2 separate regions of the Sus scrofa genome follow, and region 1 is linked to region 2. A link is a contact called in public HiChIP or PLAC-seq data. All regions are on one chromosome and are shown on one strand. The core of a region is the stretch at or near the end of the contact, and the rest is flanking DNA. Distances in the headings are between cores, read along the strand shown.

The links. HiChIP or PLAC-seq counts read pairs in DNA pulled down with a chosen protein or histone mark.
Region 1: an H3K27ac HiChIP or PLAC-seq map of alveolar macrophages shows a contact between it and region 2. The contact joins the promoter of SMG6 here to the promoter of TLCD2 in region 2. A contact is called at or near these places in 2 of 5 promoter capture datasets (fetal liver and liver) and 2 of 2 datasets of contacts at active chromatin or transcription factors (alveolar macrophages and skeletal muscle).

The regions. Positions count from the first base shown.
Region 1 is chr12:48,383,868-48,388,257 of Sscrofa11.1, forward strand. SMG6 (telomerase-binding protein EST1A) reads right to left here and starts at 3,129. Exons shown (of 19, transcript XM_021067586.1): 1 at 2,806-3,129; 2 at 1-707. The coding sequence starts at 2,893. It overlaps SRR (serine racemase), which reads left to right and starts at 3,048. Exons shown (of 9, transcript XM_021067611.1): 1 at 3,048-3,198.
Region 2 is chr12:47,916,710-47,920,981 of Sscrofa11.1, forward strand. It overlaps TLCD2 (TLC domain-containing protein 2), which reads right to left and starts at 1,548. Exons shown (of 5, transcript XM_021067585.1): 1 at 1-1,548.

The DNA of each region.
Region 1 (4,390 bases), core at 1,879-4,378, 470 kb after region 2:
CCCCTCGCCGCTATTGTTGCTACCGGCTGAGCTGGTACTGCAAGTGCGATAGCGGTTCCTTCGTTTGTCTGAGCGGGAATAGCGCTTGGCAGAACCTGGCTTCCCCTGAGCCAGGTCATCGTTCACCTTCTTCACACCCTCCCCTTTTTCAATCCGCTTTCCTTTTTCTCCCTGTGCAGCCCGTCCTCTGTCACCACTTAGGCTCTTTCCTGCCTCCTCTTTGTCTGGTTTACTCACAACCTCCTCTTTCACACTCCCCCTATACTCATCTTCCTCTACTCTCAGCTGTTCCACCTGGTTGAGGATTTCTTCCTCGTCTACCCGGCTACTAGTCGATTCTTTGGTAACAGTCTGCAAACGCCTTCCAGGCTGATAGATCTGCATGTCAGGTTTCTTTGTTCTTTTGATAATTCTAAGACTTCGATCCTCTTGTCCAACAGTCCTGGGCAAGAACTCCTGTACCCGAATATTTTCAGCATCTACAGGACCATTTTGCTGTTGGTTGTCTTTGTAGACATCTTTAATAAGCTGTGTACTGTCTCCAACAGTAGAAGAATCTCTGTCATTAACAGTTTCATCCTTGAGTTCGTCACTCCCAGAGGGTTCCTTGATTTTAGGTCTATTCCTTAGTCGGGAAAGTCCAGGCTTATAGATTTCCAGGTCTGGGCGCCTGTTATCTTTGCGCTGCCTGGGCTCCTTCATGTTTTCTGTGATGTTGGAGAGAGTGTTGAGGGGAGGAAAAGGTAGAATAGAGGGGAAGAAGAGGGGGAAAAATGTTATTCTAGTTAAAGTAACAGAAAAGTCAAGCAAGAATTGAAATGTTAATACTGATGGACAAGGAAGGAAATTTCTGCAGAAACAGAAAATGTACTAGGTTTACAATATTTGTTCAGCAATTGGCAAAGCTAAGACCTTAACTGTGTTGGAACTAACTCCACCTGAGGTAGGGAAACAAGAGAAAAATAAAAACATATTCTCTTGTGTTACTCAAATCATATTCAGATACACAAGACCCCAAACTCCCTCATCACTATCAGAATAGAAGATCTCTAAGCAGTTTGCATTGGACTGTTCTCTGCTATAGAGCCCTTTGCTCCATCTTGGTCTTTTCTTTTTCTGCCTCTAACATTTTTCCAGGATGGCTGAGTCCTTCTAACATATTAATGGGGTGGGGATGCATATAACAATCCACAGCTCTGGACATCTCTGGAGAAAAAAATCTGAAACTCCAGTCACTGAACTTGGCCAGGACAATCCTCTTCTTTAGGATTTCTAATACCCACTCCCATACCTCCTGTAGAAACAAACAGGAAGCAGTTCTTTTCACATTCTTCAACTCCACTCATGCTCACCAACTCTCTAACTACAGCCAGCAAGGTCATTCCAAGAAAACACTGTTCAGACTATCATCATTAGAATACTGAGATTAACTGCTACTATGATGATGGAATATGAGAAGGAAAAAAATTCCATAAGGGAGTTTTCCCTGGAGAATGATGGAAGTATTGTGACATGCTCTCAAAATACCAAGGACTGGGGGCATTCAAGAATAAGAGTACAGGACTTTAGACACCACTCTCCAGGCTCCAGGAACTTACAGAATGCCAGATAAGCAAGTATCTACTTTTTGTATCTGTTACCTTTCTCTGTTGAGGGGACAGTCTACAAGAAATAGCCACTAAACTGTTGGGTGGGGAACTTAACCGGAATTAGCGAGATTACAGCGGACTCAAAATGGAATGTTATAGAAAAACCTAGTATTGTTCTATAAACACCAGTGCAAACAAGTTCATAAAGGGATCACATGCTCCAGCATTTACGCCCATGAGGGTAACACATCTGGAACAGAAAAAAAATCCAAAACTCTGAAATTTAAGATACTGCTTCAGTATTTGCATAAGTTCAAAGGACTGCTTCATCCAGTATGAATAATAAAGGTAAAGCAGTCTAAGTCCAGAATAGCTCATGCTCAGCAGCCTTAGTAATAACTTAAGGGAAGGGGGAGACTGGGGAGAAGAGCCACTACGTCTTTCCAGAGCTGAGGGAGAAAACAACCTGAATAATCCAATTCAGATGACCAATGAAAACCAATTTCACAGACTTCTGCCACAAGCCGGCAGAAGCATATCTACCAGGCTACTAACTCCACTACCGAACCAAGGAGAGATGAGACACTAATATCTTCCTTGGAGCTTTCGTGGTGTTGATGCAGACGTCTAACTTGCACGCTGAACATTCTCTTTGCCCCCACACATGCCAAGGCCACACCAGCGTAGAGTCAGCTCTCTGAGGTGCTGGACCCCTCCCGTGCCGCAGCCTTCAGACGCCTGCCTTGAGGGGAAAAAGTTCAGCAAGGAAGTCCCAAGCTGTTAAACCTTTCTCCTCGACGTCGCCAGCTCCTTCTCTCCAACGCTAAAGGGCAGGCCTGGGGAAGATTCCTCGGGGAACCATAGTCCCCCGAGGGCCGCCACCAGACCCCGGCCCCACTCCTTTCCGCGTCCCCTGACGGCTGCGAATCCGCGGGCTGCTGTGAGAGGGCTGGGGCAACGGAGAACAGTCACCTTCGCCGAGAGAAAGGGGCGGAGGCAGAAATTCGGGCTGGGCTCTCCCGGAGGGGCCGAAGCTGGCAGAGCCCGACCCCACACCGGCTCTCCGGCAGGTAGAGCGGGGAGGGACCGCCCTCGGCCCCCGCCCCCACTGTTGGGGGAAGGGGCGGGGGCTCCGGAGCACCGCGAACTGAGCGGGGAGGAGGAGAGGGAGGCGGGGCGGGCAGGCCCGGCCCAGGAGCTGGGCGGTGCGACTCACCTCTGCTCCCGGCCTGCGGAGCCAGAGTAGCCAGGATCCCTCGCAGCTCCGACGCGGAGATCCGGACACGCTCCAACCCCTCCGCCATCTTCGCGGGGGCTGCTACAGCTGCAGCTACTCCACCAGCGCCGCGCGCAGCCAGGAAACCACGACGGACGGGCGGCGCGCGCGCTCACCCACCTCCCACCCTTTTCCCCGCCCCCTCCCGCTCTCCTCCCCAAACGACGGTGGCCGCACAGGGAGGAAAAAGCGGCGGTCGCACGTTCGGTCGCTCCAGCGGGGGAGAGCCAGGCGGCGAGCCGGGGCTGGGCAGGCAGGCGCCGCGCGTGCGCAGAGGTGTGGCCGGGGAAGGTGCGCTGAGGCGATTTGGAGGCGCAGCGCCCGGGAGTTGAGGTGAGGTCGGGCTGAGCCGAGCCAGGCGAGGTGAGGCGGGCGTTCGCGGCGATGGTTGCTTTTGCTGCCGTGGTGGCTTTCGAGGATGCGGGTGCTGGTCTGGGGCTCGGGTTGACGGAGTCACTCCTTTCTGCCTTTTCCAGGCGCCTTAGGCCAGGGTCTCCCTCCGCAGGCCCTGACTAGTGCCCCAGGCTTTTACGTGGGGACCTTGAAGATCTCATAGGGCAGTTAGTATTATGTCCATTTTATTAATAAAGACGAGGAAACCGAATCGCAGAGAACGGTGGCAAATTGCCCAGGATGACACAATCGATAACCACCAGAGGTTCAGTCTTTTCCGTTATGGAAGTCTGCATTCCAAGCTTCCTGATTTTTTTTTTTTTTAATACAGTATAGCTGGCTCTTGCTGAGGGAAGGGTTGTGTGGAAATAAATCAGGAGGTGTTATGAGTCGATTTAGAAATTTCTATATCACTATGGGTTCTTGAAAATTCTCCTTGACTTTCCCAGATCTCAGATTGATTTTTTTCCCCCTCTTTAAAATGTAACCGGATGTGAAGACTTATACTTTACCTGTTTGTTCATGAGCTCCTGTTCAGAACTGTGGTGAAACTCTCTTCTCCTGCAAGGTGTTTCTGTACCTCTTGTTCCTTCCCTATCCCACACAGTCCCCTCTACACTAGCAAAGAAGTTACCAGTTATTCCTTAGACTTGGCCTAAAAGATTTAAACAATCTCTGACAACTCATTCAGTTCCTAAGCCGTGGCAGATGCTTCACCTCCACAAAATTACACAGTTGGAGAAAGTCATTAGATTTCAAAAGAAGGGAGTGACTTGAATGGTCAGAGCAAATGACAATCATTAAAACAGATACAAGAGAAATGAGAAAAAAATGCTCAAACCTAATTCGTTTTCATGGTGAAATTGGAAAAGACATTGCATCAGTTTTTCTCTAAAGAAGGAAAAATAATCTGAACAAAACTTTCATAGGAAAAACACACTTGCCAGATTAATGCAGTAGTGTCAGTGAACTGCAAATGGAATTTCCCAGAAGTTAGGCCAACTCAAGAAAATTTACCAGAGGCGTTCCCGTCATGGCTCAGTGGTTAACGAACCTGACTAGTATCCATGAGGACATAGGTTCCATCCCTGGCCTTGCTCAGTGGGTTAAGGATCTGGCATTGCCATGAGCT
Region 2 (4,272 bases), core at 298-2,797:
CCACCCCACCTCATCACTCGCGCCTCTCCACCACCACCACCAAAAAGGAACGTGTGGACAGGGATACAAGACTTTTCTGTAAGCTCCCAATGGAGGATGACAACAAGGGCTCTGCCACGGGACCGCTATGGTTCCTAGGAGCTCCAGAATTCTGAACCTGTGTTCAGAACATTGTGCCTTTAAGGAAACTTCCTGCCTTCCACCCCAGTAACAGCTGATTGTTGGAAAGTCTGACCTCCGGGGACGAATCAGCTGTTACCACATCCTCCTCCAGTTCTGCCCTCCTCTATCCCCTTATCCCCACCCCCTCATGGGGTGAGGGAAGAAAAGAGATGGAACCCCAAATATGGAGGACCTGCTTGTACGTTCTTCCCTCTTCCCTCTCCAAGACTGTCTTCCTCCTCCGCCCTCTCCTTCCTCCCTCCCCCAAGCTGCTGGTTAGTTCTTCAGAGGCTCTGAGCTTGGAAGGAGAGGTATTTCCTGTCAGCAAAGTCAGCTCAGACCCGTCCTCCCCAGTCTCATAGGGAGGCCACTACTGGGGAGGCCCAGAATGGTGGCTGGCGGGGTATGTAGGTGCTCCAGGAAGAGGTACTGGGGAAGGTTCAGTGAAGCTGAGGACCAAGCCTAGAGATGAATGGTTATGGAAACAAGCCTCCTCAGGGTCAAGCTGTCTCCTCCTCCCTGCTCCATTTCCTCTCCAGACAGGGTTTTGCTACGGGATCCTCCTGGCTTTACCTGTTACTCCACTTCTAACTCCTTAGACACGGCCTGGCCCTGCTCCATTTTTAACACTTTCACCCCTTCATTGCAAAGGTGTTAATGTGTAGCTGCCCAAGGGCTGCAGGTGGCACGCAATGGCCCCAGGGATCAGGGGCTTTGGCTGGGAAGTCCTGCCCGAAGACCCAGGTCAATATTTTGCCCCAGCCTGGAGCTGGGAGTCAGGGTCACTCCAGGACAAGCTTAGTGTGAAGTCCCAGGACTGAATTGGCAAGGTTGGGAGAAGCTGAGCAGGGTCTTGGCCAAGCCTGGAAGAAAGAAATCTCACCAGCTGGCCCTGTTCTCCACTATCCTTAGCATAGAAGCCCCATTCCCTTTTCACCCCTTGGAGGAGGCCCTTTCCCATCTCGTTCTAACTTTTCATGCCCCCACCCTCCCTCCCTATAGGGCAAAAGCACAGGCTTCAAGTCCAGGATTTCTCAGTCACAGCACTATTGACATTGGGACTGGATAGTTTCTTGCGGAAGCTGTCCTGTACATAGCAGCTTTTTTGCCAGCATCCCCAGCCAAATTAGATGCTATCAGCACACACACACACACACACCTTACTTATGACAATCAAAACTGTCTGCAGACATTACCAAATGTCCCCTGGAGGCCAAAAGCGCCCCCAGTTGAGAATCATTGAGTTAGACAAACTTGTATTCAAATGCAAGCTCTTACCAGATGTGAGGTTTTTGATTTTTTTTTTTAGGGCCACATCTGTGACATATGAAAGTTCCTAGGCTAGGCGTCAAATCTGAGCTGCAGCTGGGGCCACAGCCACAGCAACCCCAGATTTGGGCCCCATCTGCAACCTACACTGCAGCTTGCAGCAGTGCTGGATCCTTAACCCACCGAGCGAGGCCTGGGATCGAATCCACATCCTCATGGATACTAGTTGGGTTCTTAACCTGCTAAGTCACAATGGGAACTCCCTTACTAGCTCTGAGTTTGATGAAGATGCTTAACATCTTTAAGCCTCATTTTTTTCATTTACAAAATAGAATGTAGGAGTTCCCGTTGTGGCACAGCAAAAACAAATCTGACTAGGAACCAAGAGGTTGTGAGTTCAATCCCTGGCCTTGATCAATGGGTGAAGGATTAGGCATTGCCATGACCTGTGGTGTAGGTCGCAGACGCGGCTCGGATCTGGCATTGCTGTGGCTCTGGTGTAGGCTGGCAGCTGTAGCTCTGACTAGACCACTAGCCCGGGAACCTCCATGTGCCATGGGTGCGGCCCTAAAAAGACAAAAAAAAATTTTTTTTAAAAGACCCCCCAAAAATATAGAATGTATAATAAGTGCATGGCTTATTGTAGGGATTTAAAAAGGAATATGTTTGGAGTTCCCTGGTGGCCTAGTAGTTAAGGATTCAGCATTATCCCTGCTGTGGCTCAGGTCACTGCTTTGGTCAGGTTTGATTCCAGGCTGGGGAACTTCTGCATGCCATGGGCATTGCCATAAATAAATAAATAGAAGTATGTTTGCTTTTTTTTTTTTTTTTTAGGGCCGAACTTGCTGCTTATGGAAGTACTTAACCCGCTGATCAAGGCCAGGGATTGAACCCACAACCTCATGGTTACTAGTCATATTCTTTTCCACTGGGCCACAAGGGGAACTCCAAAAGAAGTATGTTTGAAAACACTTACTACAATACCTGGCCCACAGTTGGTGCACTAATGTTTAGCCACATCTGCGACCTACACCACAGCTTATGGCAACACCAGATCCTTAACCCACTGAGCGAGACCCGGGATCAACCCCCTGTCTGGATACTAGGAGGATTCGTTTCCTCTGCAGCAGGAGGGAATTCCAGCCTCCTTCACTTTTCTTCCAGATCAGCAGCAAGAGCTAACATTCAACACAGGCTGACTGCTGGGGCTCTGCAGCCTCGCTCCCTGACCATCCAAGCCATGAACTCCAAGAAACTCAATACTGAGATTGGCAAAGGGGAGTGGCTAATTTGGTACCAGATTCCCCAAAACCTAAGGGTAGTGGGTTGGGATTCAGGAAGCATTTGAGAATAGAGCTGCACAGAGCATTCTATTGCAAGATGCAGCTTGGAAATTACCTGCTTAATTCTGTTGCTTGTTAAAAATTCAGATTCCAGGGTCTCAATCAGAAGTACATCATACATTTGGAAAACCATGGTTTTAGGGCTCAGATTGAGGAAGGTGTCAGTGCCTCAGAAATCTTAGTACACCAGTGCCCAGTATTGCCAGGACATCCCTATTTAAGAGAAGGAAAGAACTGTCTTGAGAGGTAAGGTTAATTACACTCAAGGTCATTGTTGCATTGCAAGCCAGAACCACTAGAGGGCAGGGCACACACAAACTTGAAGAAAAAGTAATGCCTGCTTGGTCTAGCTAGGTAAACTGAGACCAGAGCAAAGACTACAAGGACCCAATTTTATTGGTACTAAGAGGCAGGCCGTACCACCTGTCCAAATTATCCATCCTCTGGTCTCTGGTTCTCAGACCAATGTCGGGAATACAAGATTGTCAAGGGACACCTCATTTCCCAGGTGAAAAAATAGTAGTGCATGGCCAAGGAGTATGAAGAACATTGCTTATAGAGTGAGATGGGCCTGAGTTTGAATCATGGCTCTACGACTTCTTAGCTATGTGACCTTGGGCAAGTTACCTAAGGTAGTCAGCTTCTTCATCCTAAAATGGATATAAAACTATCTTCAGGAGTTCCCGTCGTGCTGCAGCAGAAATGAATCCGACTAGGAACCATGCAGTTGCAGGTTTGATCCCTGGCCTCGCTCAGTGGGTTGAGGATCTGGTGTTGCTGTGGCTGTGGTATAGGCCAGCAGTTGTAGCTCTGATCAGACCCCTAGCCTGGGAACCTCTATATGCCATGGATGAGGTCCTAAAAAACAAACAACCCAAAAAACTCTTCTTAAAAAGGGCTGAGGGGAGTTCCCTGGTGGCTCAGTAGGTTAAGGATCCAGCATTGTCAGCTCTGTGGTTTGGGTCAGTGCTGTGGTTTGGGTCACTGCTATAGCGCAGATTTGATCCCTGGTCCAGGATCTTCTGCATGCCTTGGGTGTGGCTTAAAAAAAAAAGTGTTGCAGGAGTTCCCATCGAGGTGCAGTGGTTAATGAATTCGACTAGGAACCATGAGGTTGCGGGTTCGGTCCCTGGCCCTGCTCAGTGGGTTAAGGATCTGGCGTTGCCGTGAGCTGTGGTGTAGGTCGCAGATGCAGCTCGGATCGCGCGTTGCTGTGGCTCTGGCATAGGCCGGTGGCTACAGCTCCGATTCGACTCCTAGCCTGGGAACCTCCATATGACGCAGGAGCAGCCCTAGAAACGGCAAAAAGACAGAAAAAAAAAAAAAAGTGTTGCAGTAAGAATTAAACAAATCAAAGTATGCAAAGTGCTTGGTGAGATGCCTGATTCCTAATCAGTTCTCATAAATGGTGGTTTTAAGTTATTACTGCCCAAGATCATGTGACCAAGCAGGGGCTCTGGTTGCCCTTTCAAGAAAGAAAATACGATGGCATCGGATC